Regions from separate parts of the Mus musculus genome. Here regions 2 and 3 are each linked to region 1. A link is a contact called in public ChIA-PET data. All regions are on one chromosome and are shown on one strand. The core of a region is the stretch at or near the end of the contact, and the rest is flanking DNA. Distances in the headings are between cores, read along the strand shown.

Region 1 (3,683 bases), core at 779-3,278:
TTTTAGGTAATTCTACCTGTGGAATTTTGACTGTGGCCAATAGTATTTTTGGTATTCTTTTTTTTTTTTTCCAAGACAGGGTTTCTCTGTGTAGCTCTGGCTATCCTGGAACTCACTTTGTAGACCAGGCTGGCATCGAACTCAGAAATCTGCCTAACTCTGCCTCCCGAGTGCTGGGATTAAAGGTGTGCGCCACCACGCCTGGCTTGGTATTCTTTTATAATTCAAAAATTTTGGAAATAATTTGTGTATTGTGAGTAGTTGTATGATGTTTTCTGGGGCACTGTACAAATCGAAATCTAATTCATAATTAATTTAGTTATAGGGGTTCTGACTCTGCCTCCAACTCCCTCTACTTCTATGTGGCCTTTAATCTTGTCTGTATTCAGGATCTGTCCTTCATCCAGGGTATATACATTAATCTCACTACCCATGTCCAACAGCCATTTGACCACTTTGGTGGTGCTATTGGGTAGTATAATGGGTAGAGCTACTCTGGGATTTGGATATTGTGTCCCTGAGGTTGAAAGGGATGTCCTCACACTCTTAGGTTTTTCCTGGGTGGCCTCCTGTTCATAGGTCTTGCCCCTACACTCGGCCCTTGGTTGTTGAATCCTGGGTGAGGGGGACCCCGGCCATTGGGTCCCCCCTGCCCTAAAAAAAAAAAAAAAGGTCTGTGAGGAGCTTGTCCAAACAAGAGTCTGGTGGGATTCCATGGTTGGCTTGGTCCTGAGCTAACTGGGAGGTTGGTATTCTGTCTTCCAAATGGATATATATACATATATATATATATATATATATATATATATATACACACACACACACCACACCACACACATATACATATATATGCACACACATAGACATATACACATACATGTATATATAAATATGTATATAAATATTTATATATATATTTATATTTGAACCGTCTCTTTACTCCATTATATTTCTTACTTTAATGGGTAGGTACTTTAGTATAACCTTCTCTGAGTCTAACTCTCTGCATGATTCTAAGAAGTCCATGGCATCTGCCGCACTTGGCATCCTTGCAGTGGTCCAGCTGGGGTCATCCCTGGATGTTGTGGAGCTTCTTTACCGGATTTTCCTAAACTGGGCCAACCTTGGTGCGTGTAGCCGCCTGCGGCCACACTAACTGGGCTCCTGAGTGGGAGGCCAGAGCTGTATGGGAGAGTATGAGAGGAATAACGAGACCAAGACAGATTTCTGATCAAGGCCCAAAGTTTACTAAGAGTCTGTGCTTATAAAGGGGGGAGGCCCATCTCCTGCCACACCAGGCTTCTTGATGCTTTGTTGCTAAGTAGTCTGTCAGAGCTTTTAGCATTAGGTCGCCAAGTCCACAGGTTGTTGGCTATCTCAGGAACATCTCAGGAAGACAGGTTCAGCCTCTCAGCGTAGTGCTTCTTGGAGAAGAGCAGCGGCAGGTGACAGAAAAATAAAGCCATCTAGGTCAGAAGGCTCCACCCCAGGTGGTCTCATTCTCAGTAGCAGCAAGGTCTGAATCAGCCTCCTTCAAGGCAGGGGGAGGCCACAGGTGCTGCCTGTGGGTCAGGAACCTGGTTGTAGCTGAAGTGGAGTACTCCTAATTTCCTTGCTAACTGAATTGCTTTCTGTAAACGATTCCATTTTGCTGAGGCCTCCAACTGAGTTACATCTAAGAAGGGGAATGCCTATCTCCAAGCTGCAGCTATCCAATCAAGCAGTGAATGTGTATCTCCCCTGGAGCTGTCTAACTCATGTTCCAGAGCTTCTGATACGGTGGGATTTTCCCATGACATTTCTAATTTTGTGCATCTCTTTGACCTGGCCGGCAGATCAGTCAACGGGGTCTGCAAGAGAGAGAGAGTGGTATGGAAGGGGCAAGAGACTTGAAGAATGGAGGCAAGACAGGTTGCTGGTCAAGTCCCATTTATTGAAAAACAATTAAGGGCACATAAGCATAAGCTAAGCCTTATGAGTGCAGCTGGAGACACTAAACCACAAGTGACTAGCAGCTGGGGGCACTAAACTGCAAGTCCAGGAAATGTCTGAAAAGAATGAGATGTTATCAGAGTGTGCTCAGCTGTGGTGGGCTGCTTGCAAAAACCGCATGCTAGGAAACAAGTCTCTTGGCAGGGTGGAAAAATACCAGCCTGCAAGTAAAGGGCGGGAGATGGCTGCAGAGTTGATAGCCCCTTTCTCCTAGGAGACGGTTCCCAACATCTCTTGATCTGGTAACATTATTATATCTGCTCCCTTCTCCCACAGTTTCACTATGTAGCATATGCATCCTTCATGCCATTTTGGGCATAATTTTTTTCTAATTTCATTAAGTTCCTGTGGGGTATATGCTCTGGTTCCTATTATTACCTTCTTGGGGCTGGTGTGTCCAGAAGCTCCAAAGCACAGCATGAAATGCCGAGGGCCTTGCCTGCGCAGCCATCAGAGCCAGGCTACGACATATGCCAGACCGGAGGAGAGTGAAGTGAGTGTGTGAATGAATGCAATCCCATTTCACTTTCTATTTGTTTTATTGTTGTTTATGAATAAACACCCGTATAACCTGATAAACTGGCACTCTTTCTCTCACTCTTGGCTCCATCCCTAATCCCAACTTCCCCAAATTGCCCTCCAACTGCCAAATGAGCGCTGTGGTATATCTATCTGTGCCTATATTTACACACCCCTCCCAGAAATACACATCCCAACCAACAATAAAGTAATGAAATATTTTTTGAGATATGGTCTTATTGCCTAGCTTTTGCTAACCTGGAGCTTACTGTGTAGACCAGGCTGGTCTTGAACTCACACAGGTCTGCCTGCTTCTGCCTCCCAAGTTCTGAGATTAAAGGCATACCTACCTTGCCTAAGTAAGAATGTAGTAGATGTAGAATTGTGTATAATTGTATATATTTACATAAAAAGAGAGGGAGGATATAAAATGCCTGCTTTTCCTTGACATAGACACAGCATTCACATGGCCAGCTTCACAAAGACTTCACACACACTTTCTGTGAGCAAAGGAAAACCTTTCTTTTATTAAATTTCAACATGACATTTTCTTTTCTTAATTTTTCTTCTTTTCTGTATATGTGTATGTGTGTGTGTGTGTGTGTGTATATATATATATATATATATATAGAGAGAGAGAGAGAGAGAGAGAGAAAGAAAGAGAGAGAGAGAGAGAGAGACTCACTCACTTTGTAGCTTTGGCTGGCCTCAGGCAAGGATCCACCTGTCTGTGTCTCTTGGGTGCTGAGACTAAAGGTGTGTGCTAGCATCCCATGCTCATTAGGATGTTTTCATACACGTGCCATTTGGCTTTGTTCTGTTAGTCCTCCTTCTGCGGTGCCCTCTTTCATGCTTTGGGTGTTTCTATCTAATAAAAATTTTAAAATGTGTGCAATACTACTTACTGTTTTTCTGTTATGACCTCTGCACGTGACATATTTGAATGCAAACGACCCAGGTCACTAATGTGACTACATTTACTTATGCTTTGTATTATTACACATATTTGTTTACTGCATGTCTGTGCTCTACCACGGTATGCATGTGGGGGGCAGAGGAGAACTTTCCCGAGTCGGTTTTCCCTCCGCACTGTGGATTCTGGCAGTCAAACTCAGCTTGTTCAGTAATTGCTTTTGCCACTGAGGCATCTTGCGTACCTAAATAATCTTTTA
Region 2 (3,683 bases), core at 635-3,134, 210 kb before region 1:
AAATCTTTAAAGGGCCTTTCAGGTCCCTTATAGGTTAATTTGCCCAATTCTTTCTTCCTTCCTTTCTTCCTTTCTTCCAGACAGGGTCTCATTCACTCTGTAGAGCCTCCTGGTCTTGAACTCACAGAGGTCCACTTCCCTCTCTCCTTTCCCCACTGCTGGAGCTGAGGTGTGCACCATCACACAGCAGTTTGTTTTGTTGTTTAAGATTTTTAAAACTTAATTTATGTATGGGTGCCCGTGAAGGGAGAGGGCGTCAGGTCCGCTGGAGCTGGGGTTACAGGTGACTGTATCTGCATTTCTGCACTCACGTATGGGTGCCCATGGAGGAAGGAGGGCAGCAGATGCACTGGAGCTAGAGACACAGTGAGGCCACCTGGTACTAGGATCTGAGCTTCAGTCCTTGGCTAGAGTAGGGAGTATTCACAACCAATGAGGCCTCTCTCCAGCCCTGGTCAACCTTCTCCCTTACCCTTGCTTTCCTGCCCACCACTACCCTCCCCACTACTGCTTAAACAGGGCAGGCACACACCCTGACTTTTTTTTTTCCACTTGCCTTTTCTTCTGGCTAAAATAGTTGTCTCAAAGATATTTCACTCACTGTCTCAAACCGCCCCCCCAAATTTTTTTTCACTCAAATGTAAACCTTTGAGGACATTTTCTGATGATCCTATTCAAAAGTGCATATACTCCTACATGCATGTATAGTACCTAAGTCTCTTGGGTGCAATGTTTTGAGGCCAGGAAGTTTCTTATTTGTTCATTGACAAATAAGTACAGACACACAGAACAACAACAGCTGCTGCCCCCCCCCCCCAAGAGCTTATTTACAAGAGGCTTTTTTAAAAAGATAACAAAAACCAAAACCAACCAACCAACCAAAGTCCCCGGCATGTGGCACATGGCTGTAACACGGGCACTCCAGAGGCTAAGGGAGGAGGATGTTAAGTCCCACATCACATAAGCACAACATAGCAAGACCCCATCTCCAAACAAACTACCCAGCACACAACAAAAGGTTTGCTGAAGGATAATGTGTGGCTTGCAAACTCACAGCAGGCACTATTAGAGATGAGCAGCAAGCCCCCTGGGGCCACACATAGCTCGGTTTACACTGCATGTCTCTTTAAATGTGATGAACCAAAGTTCCGCACTGACAACTGTCAATATACAGGGAGATATCTAGACATGGTCCATCTGCTCTAGGGAGGGACTTCAGGTCCAAAAGAGGGCTACCAAAGTCAAGGTGTCAAAACGTACAAAGAACGGAGTCCACAGGACAATCCTGTGTAAAATTTAAAGCTATGGGAAGAGTTGGGTATTCTTGTCCCAGGAGAGTTAGGTAATATATTTACTATATAATCAACACATACACAAAAAACTCTTCTTCAAAATTTAATAAATGTAATAAAAGCCAACCACTGGTACATACCCCTGAGATGAAGTGAAAAACACAAGATAAATGCAGTACCTAAGAGACAAGGCCCAGAACCCAAGCCCAGGAGACTGTCTTTCCGTTCCCTGGCCTGGCCGCCCCTCCTGTCTCTGACTCTTACAGAGCTTCCTTCTTTCCCTCCTTCCTTCCTCCTTCTTCCCACTCCTTTGTTCTTGTACAACAAGTTCCTGTCCAATCTGTCTGCACAGGATATCCACAGAAAACATTGCCGGTCCTACCCTCTAGCACCAAACAAAAGGAAAATATCATCAAGTAAAAATGCCCAAATTCCCGCTGAGGCCAAGACTAAGCACGGAGCTAATGAATGATCTTAGCTGGAAGGCTGCGGAGGGATGAGTAAAAGAAACAAGAAGAGGCAGACTAAGAGCACGGCAAAAGCAAAGGAAGCCCTGGAGCCTCAGTGAGCAGGGTCCATGGTATGTTCGCCACTAGTTAAGACAGGCAAGCCCTATGAGTCAGACGTACCGCGCCCAATTCAGTGTCAGTGTGGGCTAGAACTTCTTAACAATGCAAGTTAACTAAATCTTTTAATTGACCCACTGCAATAGCAGTAGATCGTGAGGATGTGGAAAGAAGGCAGCAGAGGACCCCAAACTCTACTGAACTGTGTAAAAGACTTAAGGAACAGAAATATTTTGAGAACCATAAAGAAGTAATTTGTTATCTTTTCTACTGAATCATTTGTAGGACAAATACACACACACACACTCACACACACAAAACAGCAACATACTTAAAACCTATAATAATAAAACTGAAACACAAATTCAAATTTGGATATTTAATGCTTAGCTTATAAAGCACATTTTCAATATTTAAATTGTTACTTTTTTTTTAATCATTCTCATTATAGATTGTCAGGCAGTAATCATTGCCTCAAAGTGTTTTCATTATTTTATATTACTTAACATTATTCTACTTTGTATATGCTCTAAGAGGCTAGGAATTTTTAATAACTCTTCTAAAAACTATTTTAGTTGGGAATATATTTGGTAATTTTCAATTTAGCTTAAGTTTTTCAATCAAGATGTGCCATTTAACATCATTTTACATATTATCCATGTTCTTCCATTCATTACACATTTATTAAAGGTCTAGTATGTTGGGTGTGCTGGTACACACATTTACTCTCAGTTCTCATGAGGCAAAAACAGGCTAGCTACTCTCTCTGAGTTTGAAGCCAGCCTGGTCTATACAGCAAATTCTAGGCTAGCCAGTCAGACAGTGAGATTCAATCTCAAATAAAACAAGACAGTGCTGTGGCACACACCTTAACTCCTGGTGCTGGCTGGCAGACGCAGACAGATCTCTGAGTTCCAGACCAACGGAGGTTACATTTTGAGACCCTGCCCCCCTCCCCATAAAACTGAAAAGATAAACAAGCACACAAACAAGCCATGTAATCCTCACTGAGCCCAGTGGAGACTACAGGAGCAGATAACCCACATTTCATTACTGTGTTGTCTACCCCCACCCCAGCCTCATCTCAACACACCTGTCACGTGGGCCACAGCGAACTCCGAGACATCCCTGCCCAGGCAGGGAAGCAAGGTGTCCTGGTCTCTACAGTAACTGGTTGATGGCAGCTGAACAGGTCCCAGGACCATGCCTTTGGCCGAGCAGCATGAAAAGTTAAACTGTTCTGAATAGAAGAGCCTTAAAATTCCACTCTGGCCAGCAAGCCATACACGTGGGACATTACTCACACAGTCAGGGGCCAGAAGGAACAAAGTGCAAGTTCAACCCACAGGGGCGGAGTCCTGAGTAAGGGTGGAGCCACTCCAAAACCTCAGGGATCCGGTGGGGGTGATGCAGAGGCTATTTCAGTCTCACAGAAGTAACTGTTCACAATACAATCAGCTAGGGTCGGTAAGCATAGAAACTTCCAATCCCGAGGACAGAAGGGGGCATGACTGCTCAGTGTTTCCCTGGAGAAACCTGTTTACAGTACACCACCAAACACTTTGAACAGTCAGGAAACGCCTAACAAGACTCATCTTTTACATCACTCCAGTTAGTTCAAGAAACCACAAATCTAAAGTCAAAGAAATAGCTACAGCGTGACTCATAAACACAGGCAGAAGCGGAGAGCAACTAACTGCCTCCCCTAACAAATGGCCTGTGCGGCTCAGTACAGGTAATGGCCTGGCACAGTGTTCAACTGTGAGTGCTGAAACTTGGAAAGGCAAAAGCCTAACTGTGAACAAAGTGGGAAGGTACACAAAAT
Region 3 (3,683 bases), core at 535-3,034, 170 kb before region 1:
AGATGATTATGGCAGCTCAAGCCTGTAACCCCAATAGCGGTGAGCCTGACACAGAAGACAGGCTCAAGCACAAGGCCAGCCGGACTATAGTATGAGGTCAATGAACACTTCCTCCTTCACTCAAGAACTCTAGTTTAAAACGTTCGCAATTAACAAAGTGATAAAACATTTATCCCGAAATTAAATTTACTCTTTGTTTCACTTTGGTTGTCAATACCAGTGAGTGACAGCAGAGCTTTAATGACTGTCCTCCAAGGACACAGGGCTAAGGGTCTGGTTCCAGTTTTTGTTTACATTCTCTCTGATGTAATGAAAAGTACTTTGCTAGAGAAAGGGTAGCAAATGCCTATGGGGTTTTTCCCTAGTGTGGAGACAAAGCAAGATCCCTCTGCCCTCTTATATTCAGAACTGAGGACCCAACTCAGGGCCTAGAAAGCTCTACCACTGAATAAAACACCTAAACCCCCAAAAATATCTGAATTTTATTTTTGAAAAATCCAAGAAAATGTTTTCATTCTTCTGTTGATTCTATGCCTTTAAAATTCAGTAATTAAAAATAAATACAAATGGCCAGGCAATGGTGGCAATGGTGGCACACACCTTTAGCCCCAGCACTCAAGAGGAAGAGGCAGGTAAATCTCCGAGTTCAAGGTCAGCCTGGTCTATCGAGAGGCTCCTGTTCTAGGACAGCCAGGGCTACCCAGAGAACCCAGTCTCAATTTAGCTGAGCAATTTAAATTCAGCTCATTTAGATCCTGATCATCATATTATGGTACATATTGGAAAAGTCCAATAAAACAGTGAGATCCTGGTACATAATTAAAAAGGCAAATCAACATAACAAGAACAGAAAGACAAGAAATAGACTCAAAAGCACACAGCATGTTGTACAGGTTGTGCATGCTTACTCCAAAACACATGCTCCTAAGTTTGAAATGACTCAATATCCCAAATGCTTCTTTTTTGTTTGTTTGTTTTTGTTTTTGTTTTTGTTTTTCGAGACAGGGTTTTTCTGTATAGCCCTGGCTGTCCTGGAACTCACTCTGTAGACCAGGCTGGCCTGGAACTCAGAAATCCGCCTGCCTCTGCCTCCCGAGTGCTGGGATTAAAGGCACGCACCACCACGCCCAGCTCCCAAATGCTTCTTGAAAAATAAATAAATAAATAAATAAATTTTAAAAAGCAAGTTTCAGACTTTGGATCATTGCAGGTTTCAGAATTTTAAATCAGGGATCCTCAACCTGCAGAATCTGTACAATCTATGCAAGGTCCAAAAGCTCCCAAATCTGAAACACTTGTAACAGCACCAAGTATGTTGCTGGATAAAGACGCTGTATGCACAAAATAAGCATTCAATGGTGGTTGTACTAAAATCCTCACCCTTTCTGTTAGCCACTCCAACTCCATTCAGATAATCCAGAGCTGTAATAGCTCATGTACCTAAAGTGATAGCCCACATCTTTCACTGGAGCGCTGTATACAACCTAATAATAAAATTCACCCATACAATGAGATGACATATATCCTTGGGGGGGGGGGGTACTTAGGAGATGGTTCAGCTGGTAAAGGCAGATTGGGGGTCGGGGGGCCTCAGTGGCTAGCTAGCCTAACCTAACAGGCAAGCCTCAGGTCCCAGTGAGACCTGTTTCCTGAAGAACACCAAGGCTGACCTCAGAGCCTAACACATAAAAGGAGTCAAGCATGGTTCACACAACTGAGAAGCTGAGGTAAGAATAGCATCATGAGTTTGAGGTCAGACTAGGATACAGTGAGAGATCCTATCTCAGAAAAGAAAAGGCAAGAGGGTTATAGCTCAGTGGGGAAAGTGTTTGCTGCCACAAGCCTGGCACCCTGAGCCAGGTTAGCTTACGTTGTCAATTTAACACACCTCAACTGAGAAACTGCCTCCAAGTGATTGGCCTGTGGGCATGTCTAGGAGGCATTTTCTTGATTACTAATTGATGAAACAGGCTCCAGTCCACTGTGGGTGGTACTATCCCCAGGCAGGTGAATCTGCACTGCATAAGAAGGGAGCAGAATGAAATTAGAACCAAGCCAGTTCCAGTTCCTGCCTCAAGTTCTTGTCCTAGCTTTCCCTGATGATGGACAGAAACCTGTAGGCCAAACATCCTTTCCTTCCTCAAGTTGTTTTTAGTTAGTGTTTCATCACAACATAAAGGAAGAAGACAGCCAACTCCACACATTCAGTGGACACACACATCATGCATACACTAATAATAAATTCCTGATGTGGAAGAATCAACCAATATAAATTAAGGGTAGTAGGTAGGAGATAAATCGAAAAACGGTGTATATGTTCCCACTAGTCTAAAGTGGAGGAAGAAGGGGACACAACACAAGTGAGATATCTTGGGAGAAAGACACTTGCCACCAAGCCTGATAACCTGTGTTTGATGTCTGGAATCCACTTGGAAGGAGAGACCCCAACCCTCAAGTGACTGAGGCTGACCTCCACCATGGCACACATTACCCACACATTTACTTACACAACAAGTAAATAAATACAGAAGTTTGACAAATAAAATAGAGAAGGGTAGTGGCTATATATGCACATATAGATACACATGTGTGTGTGTGAATATAATGTGCTACCACATTAACACAGCTGGAAGAAGAGTGCAGAAATACCAAGACCTGCCAGACCTTCTGAATTCAAGTGGTTAAAATCACTAGCCCTTCAATAAATAAATCATTTACAGCTTAAAAGAAATACCAAGCCCTTCAGCAGTAGGAATAAATGCCAAAAGAATATTTTAAGAGTTATAATAAAGAAGAGCCAAGCAACCATTAAACCCTACAGACAAGCCAAAACTGAGAAAGCCAGCTGGAGGGAAAGTACACCAGACAGATGCACCGAGCAAAGACACCAAAACCCTGCAGTGCACAATAGGAAAGGCAAGTACTCAGACTTGACTCTCATAGCACGCCAGCTCCAGGCTTGCACCAGGCTTTGCCTGCCCACTCCAATGATCCCTGCCCTTTACAGAAGTGCCTCGATTCCCAGCACCTTTGCGCTTAGCTCTACTGGCTCTCCATTTCTTTTCTAGCTTAGCTACACAAGAGGAGTGTTTTTAGGATCATTTTAAAATATGCTTTGTCCCTTTTGGGAGGGAAGAAGGGGGGAGACAGGGTCTCCTGTAACCAAGTATGGCCTTGCATTTACTAACCTTAAACTCTTGATCATCCTGCCTCTACCTCCCAAGTGCTGGTACCCAGCTCTTTGTAAGAGAGGAATAACTGATTCCCCCAAGTGAAGTGCCGAGCAAACACATCCAATCAGAAAGTTGGTTTGGGGGTGGGGGGGTTGTACATGCGCTTAGGTATACATTTAGAAACATGAAAATTAAGCCAAGGCACAGAATATATCTAAATATGATACAATATGTTAATACCTCAAAATCATCTCGGCCTTAACACTTGTCAGACTGGGGGGTTTTTTTGTTTGTTTTTGTTTTTGTTTTTTTCCAGACATGGTTTCTCTGTGTAGCCCTGGCTGTCCTGGAACTCACTTTGTAGACCAGGCTGGCCTCAAACTCAAGAAATCCACCTGCCTCTGCCTCCCAAGTGCTAGGATTAAAGGTGTGCGCCACCACTGCCTGGCTTCCCCCCCCCCCAATCTGTTTTTAAAAATGCATTTTGGAGAGCTGGCTCAGCAGTTAAAA

The links. ChIA-PET counts read pairs in DNA pulled down with a chosen protein or histone mark.
Region 2: a contact with region 1 is called in an RNA polymerase II ChIA-PET map of memory CD8 T cells, with 32 read pairs. The contact joins two enhancer-like sites. A contact is called at or near these places in 1 of 15 datasets of contacts at CTCF or cohesin (large pre-B cells), 25 of 484 Hi-C or Micro-C datasets (B cells, CD8 T cells, DN3 thymocytes and 18 more), 7 of 115 datasets of contacts at active chromatin or transcription factors (the SCID.adh cell line, embryonic stem cells, extraembryonic endoderm stem cells and 4 more) and 2 of 9 other capture datasets (adipose tissue and pancreatic islet).
Region 3: an RNA polymerase II ChIA-PET map of memory CD8 T cells shows a contact between it and region 1, with 11 read pairs. The contact joins two enhancer-like sites. A contact is called at or near these places in 13 of 39 promoter capture datasets (the 3T3-L1 cell line, the C10 cell line, the HPC-7 cell line and 8 more), 3 of 484 Hi-C or Micro-C datasets (bone marrow-derived macrophages, group 2 innate lymphoid cells and neutrophils), 2 of 115 datasets of contacts at active chromatin or transcription factors (T-cell acute lymphoblastic leukemia and memory CD8 T cells) and 2 of 9 other capture datasets (adipose tissue and liver).

What each region holds. Positions count from the first base shown.
Region 1 is chr1:156,406,571-156,410,253 of GRCm38.p6, reverse strand. All of the region lies in intron 4 of Axdnd1 (axonemal dynein light chain domain containing 1), which reads left to right. Among named protein-coding and RNA genes, the nearest start is that of Axdnd1, 13 kb to the left of the region's middle. Within about 2 kb of position 2,028, at least 43 of the 459 cell types and tissues checked have an H3K27ac peak or open chromatin away from gene starts, as enhancers often do. A contact at or near this core is called in CD8 T cells, the P5424 cell line, the SCID.adh cell line and 3 more, where this site is marked.
Region 2 is chr1:156,615,327-156,619,009 of GRCm38.p6, reverse strand. The region is part of intron 1 of Abl2 (v-abl Abelson murine leukemia viral oncogene 2 (arg, Abelson-related gene)); the gene reads right to left. Among named protein-coding and RNA genes, the nearest start is that of Tor3a, 57 kb to the left of the region's middle. Within about 2 kb of position 1,884, at least 152 of the 459 cell types and tissues checked have an H3K27ac peak or open chromatin away from gene starts, as enhancers often do. A contact at or near this core is called in CD8 T cells, the P5424 cell line, the SCID.adh cell line and 2 more, where this site is marked.
Region 3 is chr1:156,572,347-156,576,029 of GRCm38.p6, reverse strand. All of the region lies in intron 1 of Abl2 (v-abl Abelson murine leukemia viral oncogene 2 (arg, Abelson-related gene)), which reads right to left. Among named protein-coding and RNA genes, the nearest start is that of Abl2, 15 kb to the right of the region's middle. Within about 2 kb of position 1,784, at least 24 of the 459 cell types and tissues checked have an H3K27ac peak or open chromatin away from gene starts, as enhancers often do. A contact at or near this core is called in T-cell acute lymphoblastic leukemia and memory CD8 T cells, where this site is marked.